Linked DNA regions of Oryza sativa: region 2 is linked to region 1. A link is a contact called in public HiCAR-type data. All regions are on one chromosome and are shown on one strand. Each heading gives the region's core, a stretch centred on a gene start, on an enhancer-like site or on the middle of the called end of the contact. The rest is flanking DNA. Distances are from core to core; before and after follow the strand shown.

Region 1 (5,855 bases), core at 1,279-3,778:
CGCTGCGCTGCCTCTTGTGCGCGCCCTGAGCTGGTGAGTCCTCGACAATTTGTTCCGGTTGCTTGGCTCTGGACGTCCCCGCTGTCAAGAAATTTAGATGGTTAGATAAATGCAGTTTTTCTGACTTTGTTGCATGAATGTGCAAAGTTCTAGCATCAAAGGGGCTTTCAATGTTTCAATTCAAGATAAACACAATTTCCCTTTTTATAAAAGAAAAAAAAAGGCTACTATAACTTTTGTTTCTTCTCATGAGGTGATCCTGAAGTTTAATACTCCTGCTGTGTATCCTACTGCTGTTGATTTATGTTTTTGTTGCATATTAGACTATACAAGTATCTCTGAAACACACAAGTAAAAACTAGCGAGGAACAGGTCGCTGATCATGTTTATTCAGTACTGTATCAAGTAGGGAAGATAGCATAATGTAATATGGAAAGGTGAAGTGAACAGGATAAATGCAGTGAAATAATTATACTTCTTCCATTCATTTCTTTATCACAATACTTGAAAAGAAGCTTTCCACCTTGCTGGGCAAAAGTTAATGATGGAATATCCACTGCCCTCATACAATTTCTGAAAAAAGGGTCACTATGCGCTGAATGATACAATCAGTTCGCTGGTACTAATAACAAAAGGCTCCTAGTCTGCATCTTTTGCATTTTGGGCATTTATTCTGAACCAGCACTGCGTGAAACTGAGTGTTTCTCGGAATGTCGCAAACCTGCTAAAATTTGATGCTTCACATGTATGTTAATAAATTCAACAGACAAACTTTACGATCGAATCTGTTGACTGCCAATTTATTCATTTTGTTGTCAAATGAAGACAAGCCACAATTGCTGCCTGTGATTAATTAGTAGAAATATGTTTGTGCTTTCACCCAAGGTCCTTGGGTCCTAGATTGCTTCATATATTCGGGACTGTATTGTAAGCAAAGTCAGATACAGTTCTCTCATAGAACAATTTGACAAGGGCACAACACACGCGTTTAAGGTATAATTTGATTTGATCTTTTAGGGATGATAATTACCATTGAGTTCTCTTTTTGTGTTCAGGCTCCCTACAATTCTGTTATTAGTTAATTTCTATTTTCATATCTAAACTATACGCAGTGACACAATGTTTAAATATTGCTGCCAAGAATTATCTGATCAAAGCAATGGAACAGTAAAAAATTGTGGAAGATCAGGGGATGCTGAAGCACATGCAAAACGTGAGCGGGGAAAAAAAAGGGGAGAACTGCAAGGTAGAAATCCGGTTATTTATCAGTACCTTGCTCTGAGGCATCTTGCCTAGGTGGATCACTCTTCTTCTCTGCAACCAACAAACCACAGGAGCAAAAACAGTAATCAGCCAACCAAAAACAAACCTTTGCCAGGTGAAAATAAACATATTGATCACTTTTTTTTTAAAAAAAAACAGAAGAAACAGAATATCCATTAGGTTAGCAACAAAGACCAAAAACACAACTACTTGCAAATTCCAACTCTTCAGAGTTCAGACCACCACAAAGAACTGAACAAGAAATTTTCTGAAAAAGGAAGATGGGCATCAAGCCATCAAGTGATTGAACTCACAGGGAAATTCGATGCATAACATGAACTGTTACCATAAAAAAAAGAACAGTTGTTTTGCAATCGAAACGTCAATTTTTATAGGCAACTAACCCACCCATCACACACCCCAAATTCAGTTCTTTGAAGTACACAAATTCGCAGCCTTCTTCTTCTTCTTTTTGTCAACCAAGAACACAGGAAAGCCTCAATTTTTACGTGCAAGAATGGAGCAGCCGCGCTCACCGGATGTCAGGACGGGCACCGCCGGCGCCGGAGCCGGAGGTGGGGCCGGGGCAGCGGCCGGGGTGGTCGCCGGCGGGGTCGCCTCGTCGTCGTCCTCCTCTTCCTCCGACGACGAGAAGAGCCCATCATCCCCGCCGCCGCCGCCGCCGCCGGCCGCGGCGCGGCCGCTGTCGAACACCGCCGCCTTCTCCTCCTCCCCCTCCTTCCCCGCCGCCGCCGCCGCCGCCGCATTACCGCCGCCGCGGCCCTCGAGGATGTCGTACACCTCCCGGTCGAAGAACCCCGGCAGCCGCCGCTCCCGCCGCGCGTCGTTGCGCATCGCCCAGAACGACACCTCCTTCCCCATCCCCGCCGCCGCCGACGACGACGACGGCGACGACAGCGAGCGCTCCCACTCCCTGATCTTCTTGTAGTCGCCGGCGAGGTTGCTCCACCGCTTCCGGCACTGCACGGGGCCCCGCTCCAGCCCGTGCCGCCGGCAGTACTCCGCCACCGCCGCCCACTTGGTCGGCTCCGCGGCGGCGCCGCCGCCGCCGCCGCCCCGCCCCCTCCCCCTCCCTCGCCCCTCCACCACCCGCTTCCCCTCTATCAGCACCAGTATCTCCTGCCTCGTCCACCTCGGCAGCCGCGGCGCCCTCCCCGACACCTCGCCGCCGCCAGACATCGCGCCGCCGGGAGACCTCGTCGAGGAGAGAGAGGAAGGAGGGGAGGGGCAGGAAGCAACAGGGATAGGAAGAAGAAGAAGAAGAAGAAGAAGAAGAGGAGGAAGAAAGGGTGTGGCTTAACACATTAGGAGGGAGTGGCCTTAATTATGACTAGAACAACACAAGATTATGCCTTTAGTTAAGCCTTAATTAAGAGGATTAGTGGGTGGTCTCTCTCTCTCTTTCTCTCTACTTGTCTTTCTCCTCTTCCCAAAGAGGGAGGAAAAGGAAAGAGTGGTTGAGGGAGGATTAACAAGGGGAGGCTTAATTAGTCACTAGGGTGTGTGTGTGTGATTAGAGGAGGACTAAACTAGTTTAGGAGAGAGTATTAACTAACTATTAATATTAAGTAGTGGGTGTGGATGGGGGAGGGGGCTCCAATGAGAGTAGCCACCTACTGTTTTCAGTTCTCAGCAAGAGGGAAGAAGATAGAGCACTGTTGTGATATGATATGCATCACTTTTTCTACCCCCTTGATGTGCTTGTTAATTCTAAATAAGGAGGGGAATAGGAATATTGGCATTTGGTGTGGACTAGGAAAAAACTTTAGTGGTGAGCAAGAGCAAGCACAGTTTGACACTTTTTTGGTGCTTTCTGTCCATGATATCTTTGCAAGGAAAATCCTTTTCTTTTCAAGAAAGAAATAAAAAAATCTTTTACATGCAAAAGGAGAAGAAAAAAACACTGGAGAATAGCACAGCTGAATCATCTTTCTGTTTATTTTCTTCTGGAAATTCACATTGGCTTTTGCTTGCTGTGTGACAGGGACCTATTAAGGGCAGGCACTGGAGCAGAAAGGAGGGATCTTTGGTCGGCAATGGCCGTATGGGCATGGTGTTTGAGACGCGGAAGGCACTACTGTGTATGAAGGCAACTGGCCATGTAGAGTTTCAGTTAAGGCACTTCGTTTCTTGCACAACTGGGGATTGTGGCCAACCAGGTATGTGTGCATTGCCGCTCCTGGGTCGCATTCCTGTCCAGGTCTGTGTCAGCCACCCCATCCAGGTCCCAACCATGAATTGGATTAACCGGATAAGGCCTCTTTGAAACGCGGGATCTTTTTCTATGTTTCTATGAAATTCATGCACGTGTTGCAAATTAGGTCCTAAAATGTTGTAATTATCGCACCACACGGTTTAGAGTCTAGTTTTTTTTTTTGGAAAAAACATAATGATCATTTTGCCAAGTTCTTTTGTAGGATATTTCCCGTATTCTATATCATTTTACACTCAGACTATATTGGTGAGAAATCTAGAAAGACATGTCTCCCTAAATTATCATTATTTGTTTCATGTGAGAAAAATATCTTCTTTTTCTACACTAACATCAAGATGTCCAACTTGGTTCATGGTTTTTGCCAACCTTCCACCATTGAGAGTACATGCATGTAAATTTGATGAATGACACATGAAAAACTTAGGTAGTCACAGACTCACAGTTGTTGCATGGTGGAGCATGATAACTGATAAGACCCTATTTAGGATTATTTATCTTCACCACCGAGGATTGTATAATTCGACCTTCATTGCAAAACATTTAAGTCTAGGAAATCTTCAATACAAAGTATTTCTAGTGAAAAGGTTATGATAATAGAATTCACGCTTTCGCTTTTCTTGTGAAGAACTTCTAATATCTTGTGCTTATGCTCGATGGGAAAATAGAAATCATATCGTATGAGAATCATGAAGGGAACTACTATGATATATTGTTCAAACTTAGATCGGACGAATAGGTTTTTATGCACACGCAGGATCATTTCTTTTTTTCTTTTTTTTTTCAATCAGGGACCTGCCAATATGAACTGACACCGAAAGGCTTAAGGGCAAGGAAATGCTCAACTGGAGGAGATTATTGTTGCTAACTAGTCATCGTTCGAACTTAAACAGAATAATGATAACACAAGCATAATTATCAGTAGATGATGGTATCGCATCATTGGATATGAACAACGGGGAGGGGAGTTTTAATTTCTTTTTGTGTGTTCCTATCAAAAAAATTGGTTTTGCTGAGCTCTCTTGCTTCGATTTTGCCCCATCAAATCGATTTCAAGCCAGGCCCCGGTTTTTGCAGGCAAGATTGTGTGAAGGACACTCTCTCAAAAAAGCAATGATTTAATGAGGATGGGACGGAGGGGCAAGAAACGTCTATTTCCACCTTTTGGCCCTCCAATATATATTTCAACAAATATATCCTTTGCTTAAGGTACTTTTGACAATTTTTTTTAGTGATTGGTCTTATAAATTTTGCATGTCTTTTTAGTTTTTAGTGGTTGGTTGTAGGTCAAGATGTGCTACAGTGATGTAAGATACTCCCTCTCTTATTAATTTGATGTTGTTTTATTTTTAGATCCTTGAGTTGGCATTGATAATTCACTCAAGTAATTTCACATCACTTGAATTTATAGCACCCATAGATTTTGATAAGTCATCCATATTCGACTTTCATAGTTTAGGATATTGTTTCACCATACAAACTCTAAAATGTCAAATAGTAGAAAAGAAGTCCCCATGTGGATTGCTTGCTGGTACAACACAAGGTTCACCATATTTAATTTGGTTGCAAATATTCTCTAAAAAGGACCATGAAGTTGATATATTGTCCCATATAAATTTACCTACATGTCCTATTAGATAGGATGGATTGAGATCAGACGGGAGGGAGGAACGTGGTGCGCGGTATCTAGATGATATAGGTCTGACTAGCATGAGGACTCCCAACATTTGTTACTTCTTCTAGTGTAACTTTCATGTCAACCTCTCTGTTGGGACCCTAACTTCTCCTTTGTGATGGCCAAAGGGGTCACTGCCCTTTCAGCCACAAGAAGAGATTGCAACCCCTGTGGTGTGGATAGGTGGATGGATGCTTACATTTCCCATTGGAAGGACCATGACTGGTGACTGGATAGATGGGGTTGAGATTGGCCTCTCATGCAATGCCCTATAGGATTCTGGTAGGGCCTCAATCTTTGAGAGGATATGTTGTTGATTGGTGGTGCCTCCCTACTCTCCTAGTGTTTTTTTTTGGCGCTGCTATATATTTTGATAATTCGCTGATGGGTAAGGTTTTTTCAAAGTTGTGGATAGGCCAATGACTTTCTAGTTAGGAGGTTGTTTAACCTCCCTTCCCTACTCATGGCTACTTCAACCACTGTTTGATGGATGCTAGAGATCTTAGCAATTTTCAGAATATATTAGAAAGTGTTAAAGTCAAGCCTACATATTTATTTATCAAATTTTATATAATAGGTGTCATACATACATAGATATGTTTTAGCCACATTGGATAACATTGGGTAGTCTTCATTTTCCCCTTATGTATTAGCAGGAAAAAAATATTTTAGCGTTTGGTACAA
Region 2 (5,855 bases), core at 1,865-4,364, 220 kb after region 1:
AATAAATCAATAATTGTGCTCTCATCGAGCATGATGATTTTTCATGAGTCATGATCATGAACCTGGGCATGTTTTTGTTAAGGATGGACACAGATTGGTAATCACTTGCTTTCTTTTTATATATATAATATTGCTCTTTCGAACCTACCCATAGATAGGTAACCTACGTTATGACTGTCTACTGCTAAGAGAAAAAAAAACAGGGTATCTTTGAACCACAGTAGTGTTGGAGGTAGAGAATTTATTTATTTTATTTATTTCGAAAATAGGTCTAGAAGAAACATTGCACTCATGTGGGAAATGGTATTTCACGAATAGGGAAAAGTGCGAAATGCATGAATGAGAGAAAACACAATATATATATGCCCCTTAGATTTTTTTTAGATAATGATAGAAAAACAGTCTCCGTATCAACCATATGTCCCTAAGGATGAAAGAAATCAGTAGTGTGCAATGAAGATGAGAGATAAAGGTGGTTCCTTGAATTCGTTAATGGAAATTAAAAAATCACAAAGTTTGATTATTAAGTTTGTGAACTCCAAAAACAATAAAGGAAGAATATTTATAGCAAATATAAAAGCAAATACTAGGACACTATCTAAATGGTCCATAGGATGGTTTTCTATTGGTTGTAGGAATGTGACTCTCAAACCAAATAACTCTGCTAATCCGGAATCTCGACATTGTCGACCACCTTATGTTCGAATGCCTGGTTTCGAAGTAAATCTGGTTTGGAGTTCTCAATTGGCTTATTCTGAAATGGAATGACAGTAGAAACCTCTTGCATTGGTGGACACAAGGAACAAGCGACTTGGAAGTAACTAAACAAAAAGGGCTCAGATCTCTTTTCTTGCTCATCGCCTAGGAAATTTGGAAGGAATGGAACGTAAGAATCTTCAGAGGGAAAAGGAGGCGACAATACACCAAATGACCAGTCACATCCAAGACGAGGTTGGTGGGGTATTTTCGATGCTAAACACATTGGGAGAATGTTGCCATGAGGAGTGAGGAGAGCTTCGTGCAATCTTGTTTGCACGTAGGCATGTACAGTTTTTTTTCTCTTTTCTCGGCCTGTTGGATATTTGTACTTTGTATTTTTTTTCCCTCCTATTAATATAACGCTAGTCAAATGACTCAAATCTATCTGGTCGTTCGAAAAAAAAACATATGCAAGGGTGCCCCTAGGTAGTCCTAGTTAGTAGTAATTAAGACAAATATACCACGGTAATCATGTTTGATGGTGTTAGCAGACATCCATAAGAGCAGTTACAATAAAACTAGGTCAGCGCGCTATAATTTGATCTAGGTCAGCACACAATTAATCTCATAAAGAAGGGGAGAAACGAAGAGAAAAGACGGCCAAAAACTATTTGTAGCCAATGCTAACACAAGAAAAAGATAAATTGCCACACTTTTACAGCCAAGATACTCTACAGTTTATGAGTTTAGTGAGCCTCTCCACGATTAATTATTGTACATAATTATACATATCGAACAACATAAACAAACAAACAAACAAATTTACATGAACATACTGTAATTAATTATTATACAGCCCACACAGCACACAACACAAACACCATGGATTAATTACAAACACATCGATCAGCCTCGTGTTTAATTTATTCCGATTTCCGAGGCAAGGAAAGGAGCAGAGGTAGTAGCAAGCAAGGAAATTAAGCAGCAGAGATGATCGTGATCGACGCCGACCGCCGGCCGGCCATCACATGATGGAGCAGGCGTTGGCGTTGTCCTCGGTGTAGCACCACGGCGGCGGCGGGCAGACGGGCGGCGGCGGCCACACCTGCGGCGGCCACGGCCTGATGCCGCAGCCGCAGTTCCCGTGGCCCCCCGAGCACCCGCACGGCGGCGGCGGCGGCGGCGCCGGCTTGCAGACGCACACGAAGGCGTGCGAGCACCCGCACGGCTTCGGCGGCTCCGGCTCCTTCGGTGGCTCCGGCGGCGGCTTCGGCGGCTCAGGCTTTGGGCAGCACCACTGCCCGGCGTACGGGTACGGCACCGGGTAAGGGTACGGCACCAGCTTGCACTCCGGCTTCGGCGGCGGCTTCTCCGGCGGCGGCTTCGGCGGCTCCTCCGGCTTGCACGGCGGCGGCTTCTCGCATGGCTTGGGCTTCTCGCAGTGACAGGGCTTGGGCTTCTCGCAGTGGCAGGGCTTGGGCTTGGGCTTGGGCTTCTCGCAGCTGCAGCAATGGCAGGGCTTGGGCTTGCAGTCCTCCGGAGGCTTCTCGCACGGCGGCGGCTTGCACGGCGGCGGCGGCTGCGGCAGCGGCGGCGGCCAGACGTCGACGATGAGGATCTCCTTGATGATCTTGCCGGCCTTGCACCAGATCTTCTTGCACAGCTTCTCCGGGTCGAACTTCCCGCGCACGATCACCCTGTTGTTCTTCACGTCGTACTCCACCTTCTCGATGCAGTACTCCTCTGCGTTCATATTCAATTATATTCATTCAAACACACCCTTTTTAACAGAGGTTTTGCTCCCAATTGAGCAGGAACACTGCTGATTAGCCTTGAAAATTCAATCAAACATGGACGATTCGGGCAGAATTTATTATACCTTCAAGGCAGCCCAGGACCTTCCTGATCTTGGCATCGCAGCGGCAGCATTGCAGGTCCACCAAGATGACCAATATACCCATCTGCACACAAGAAAAACAAAAAACAAAAAAAAATGCAGATAGACAGGCTTTGGTCAGTTAACAGAAAAAAAAAAAGAGGTGCTTATTGAGCATCTTATATAGTTCTCTTTTCTCATAACAGAGTTAGGGGCCCCTTGCAATTAACAGGCATGCTCTTTACAAATTTCTCAGGAAAAAGTGCAATTCCCGTGGAATTCAGAAAGAAGATATATATCATGCCTTAATTATAAAAAAAAGTATTATGGAAGTTGAAGTCCTGTAACGAAAATTCTCTTTTCAAAATAGCAAAGAAACCAGAATTCTCTTTTGAACAGAGCAAAGATTAGCACACCAAAGTACTACATTAAGATTTAAAATACTGAGCTCACCTGTCAAATTTGCCGAATGTTACCAATGAGCAGTAGAGGAAAGCATGGAGAATCGAAGCATGAATAATGGAGGCGATGCATGGATGGAGCAGAGCTGAACCTTATGTTACTTATTTATGTTTGGATATGCCAGAGCCTGAAATATTCTGCCATTGGTTTTTTTCGTCCGTCGGATCGCATCTGGACGGTCCATGTTTCAGGAGGGGTCTTGATAACCTATTGCAAGAGATGGAAAATGACCACATGTATATAGGACAGTTTGGTCCTTCTCACGCCTTGTCATCTCTCAATTAGCTTTCAGAATGGTACCACTGTACATTTTCCTCTGAAAAATAAGAATACCTTTCAGAATTCGATTTCAGGCACACCTTGTGCTTCAATAAAAAAAAATATCATTGTTATCTTAAGAAAAGCTAATTTCAGATATCAATTTCTGTTTGGACCCTTGTAGTAGTACGCAATGCGACTCATTTAGCACTCATTTAGCTTTCTCTGTGGAAAATTCCTGAAATTAACTAATCTGCCCAAATATAGGTGAGCATTTATATATAGCACATTTCTCGCGGCACCGTCGAATCAATTACTGTATTTGGTAATTCCTCTTTAATGAAAAGTGTGTTTAACGAGATGATTGTGACCGTATAAACCTATCATCCAATCAGTCTCCCAGTATTCCTGATTTTACAGAGATATTTTACACACAGCATCCGTCAGTATCAGTTCGTCCTCTCCTATAGTTGTATATCATCACTGCACTGTACAGTTCCTTGCTTCGTGATTACACGAGAACTCTGATGTGTCGGCAATATCCTAGTCTGAAATGATTTCTGAGCTAACAATCTTCTGAATTATGCCACAAACTGTTTTGGGGATCTTCGGGCACATTTGCCAAAAGTACTAGCTTCTACAATACTCAGTGTTGGTCTTTTCCATTTTTGTTGTGATATAAGTTTTTTTTTTTGCGGGGAAATAGGGAATATATTACTCATGAGAAGCTTCCTCACACACCATATGTGAGATAAAGTTACAAGAATTTTCAGGCCAGAGCTCAGACACAGAATCGCATTGAGCCTTATTCGCTAAAATATGGCTAATACAGTTTTGGCTCATATGGCTACATGTTGTGATATAAGTATTAAATGAAAGGAGCAATTATATTTTTATTAGGAAAAATATAAGAACATTCAGTTATCTAGTTTCAATTTTAGCCTCTTACCTCCATAGAGGTAAGTTGGAGTAGTATAGAAGGGAATTAAAAATGTATATATATTCTGAACATGTGCTCGGAATTTTAGAGCTCTGGTTTGTGGTCCTGAAACCATGTTAGGGCATGTCTATTGCAGGTAATATTAAGTTTGCAACATTACGGTAATAAATATGGGTTTAGCTTTCGCTTTCTTGTCTAGCGCTATAGATTGGGTAGGACTGTTGGAAAAAAAAAACTCTTTCAGAAACCATCTCTTTCCTTACGCTAGTAACATGTCCGTACGTTGTAACGGGTCAAACCCATATAATTGGGAATAGACTAGAAGGACGATTGAGAATAAAGTATTGAATCCGGTGGCTACTTAGGATTACTTAGGAGTATACCACAACTGTTTGTTTCGGTTACTTTTTCATCCATGCTAGCAAGCACATTTCGTGGAGTAGATAGGTAACGGAGCAAACTTTGGATGGTGTTAAAGTACACCACAAACGCTGATGGTATAAAGCAAAACACAGGAACTTTTGATGGTATGAAACAAATTTTCCATATTCTTTTTTGTTGGCATCTCCTCTTCTACTGTATTGCATCCATGCTAACTCCTAAAATATTAATGTGCTTGCTTTTTATTTTAAGATGCTAAAATGTGCTTGCTAGCATCATACTTACACTAGACATATGGCCTTACATGTCTTATAAAAGCTCATCTCAATTTTACATTTTTTTTTTCTAAAAGAGAAGCAGTCCCTCCCCATTTCGATCCATTACGTACTAGAAATGGGACTTCACTACGATGTTTAAAAAATACATTATATTACACTTAATTATCATTTATTGCCTTCACATAAAGCATCATCTAGAAACCGAGATTTAATTATAATTTCATTTATAGATGGCCATAAGGCCCGAGGCCCGATGGCCCGGCCCAAGTACGGCACGAGTTGGGCACAGTGGGCCGGCCTGGCACAGCACGGTCGGAAAAAAATAGTTGAGGGACCCAAAATAGACTTAATCAACCATATAGGACAAGGCCCAAAGAGAAGAGGAATACAAAATAGACTTACTTCCAGCTATATAAGACACAGCACAAAGAATTGAGGGGGGAAAATAGACTTATTCTTTGGGATAGTCATCAATGGTGCAGAACAATAGACTCATCAATGGTACAAAACAATAGAACTTGTAGTTTGAAATTCTCCTGACCATGCGCATCCCAACTTTCTACACCTTCTTTCAAGAGAATCTCAAGATCATCGATAACAGGCTCCAAGCTAGAATACATCAATATCATTGCCAGGTTGTTTTGATTCTTGGATTACCAAGCACATCAAAATATGTGTGTGTATATATCATCTAATCAGTCCCTAAATATTCTCATGAGCATGATTTTAACACAAGACATAGGAGTTTACACACAGCATCCATCAATAACACCTGGTTGTCCTATCCTGCGGATATAATGGATATATATAGTATCATCATTGTACTACGAAACAGTTCTTAGCTGCTTTATTGCAAGAGAATACTTATGCGGTCGGCGGTATCCTAACTGAAAATTTTCGACCTAACAATCTTGTGAGTTATCCCTCGAACTGTTTTTGACATTGACACTTGATAGGCACA

The links. HiCAR-type assays count read pairs that join an accessible place to other places.
Region 2: a HiCAR-type map of leaf shows a contact between it and region 1, with 2.2 times the contacts expected there. The contact joins the promoter of LOC4335725 here to the promoter of LOC4335704 in region 1. A contact is called at or near these places in 1 of 15 Hi-C or Micro-C datasets (seedling) and 1 of 4 datasets of contacts at active chromatin or transcription factors (leaf).

What each region holds. Positions count from the first base shown.
Region 1 is chr4:19,981,111-19,986,965 of ASM3414082v1, forward strand. LOC4335704 (trihelix transcription factor ASR3) reads right to left here and starts at 2,529. Exons shown (of 3, transcript XM_015781291.3): 1 at 1,800-2,529; 2 at 1,273-1,314; 3 at 1-81. The coding sequence starts at 2,463. LOC136356084 (a long non-coding RNA gene) reads left to right here and starts at 3,269. Exons shown (of 2, transcript XR_010740764.1): 1 at 3,269-3,443; 2 at 4,574-4,919.
Region 2 is chr4:20,201,483-20,207,337 of ASM3414082v1, forward strand. LOC4335725 (protein PYRICULARIA ORYZAE RESISTANCE 21-like) reads right to left here and starts at 3,115. Exons shown (of 3, transcript NM_001402363.1): 1 at 3,029-3,115; 2 at 2,579-2,660; 3 at 1,354-2,442. The coding sequence starts at 2,660. The coding sequence ends at 1,724.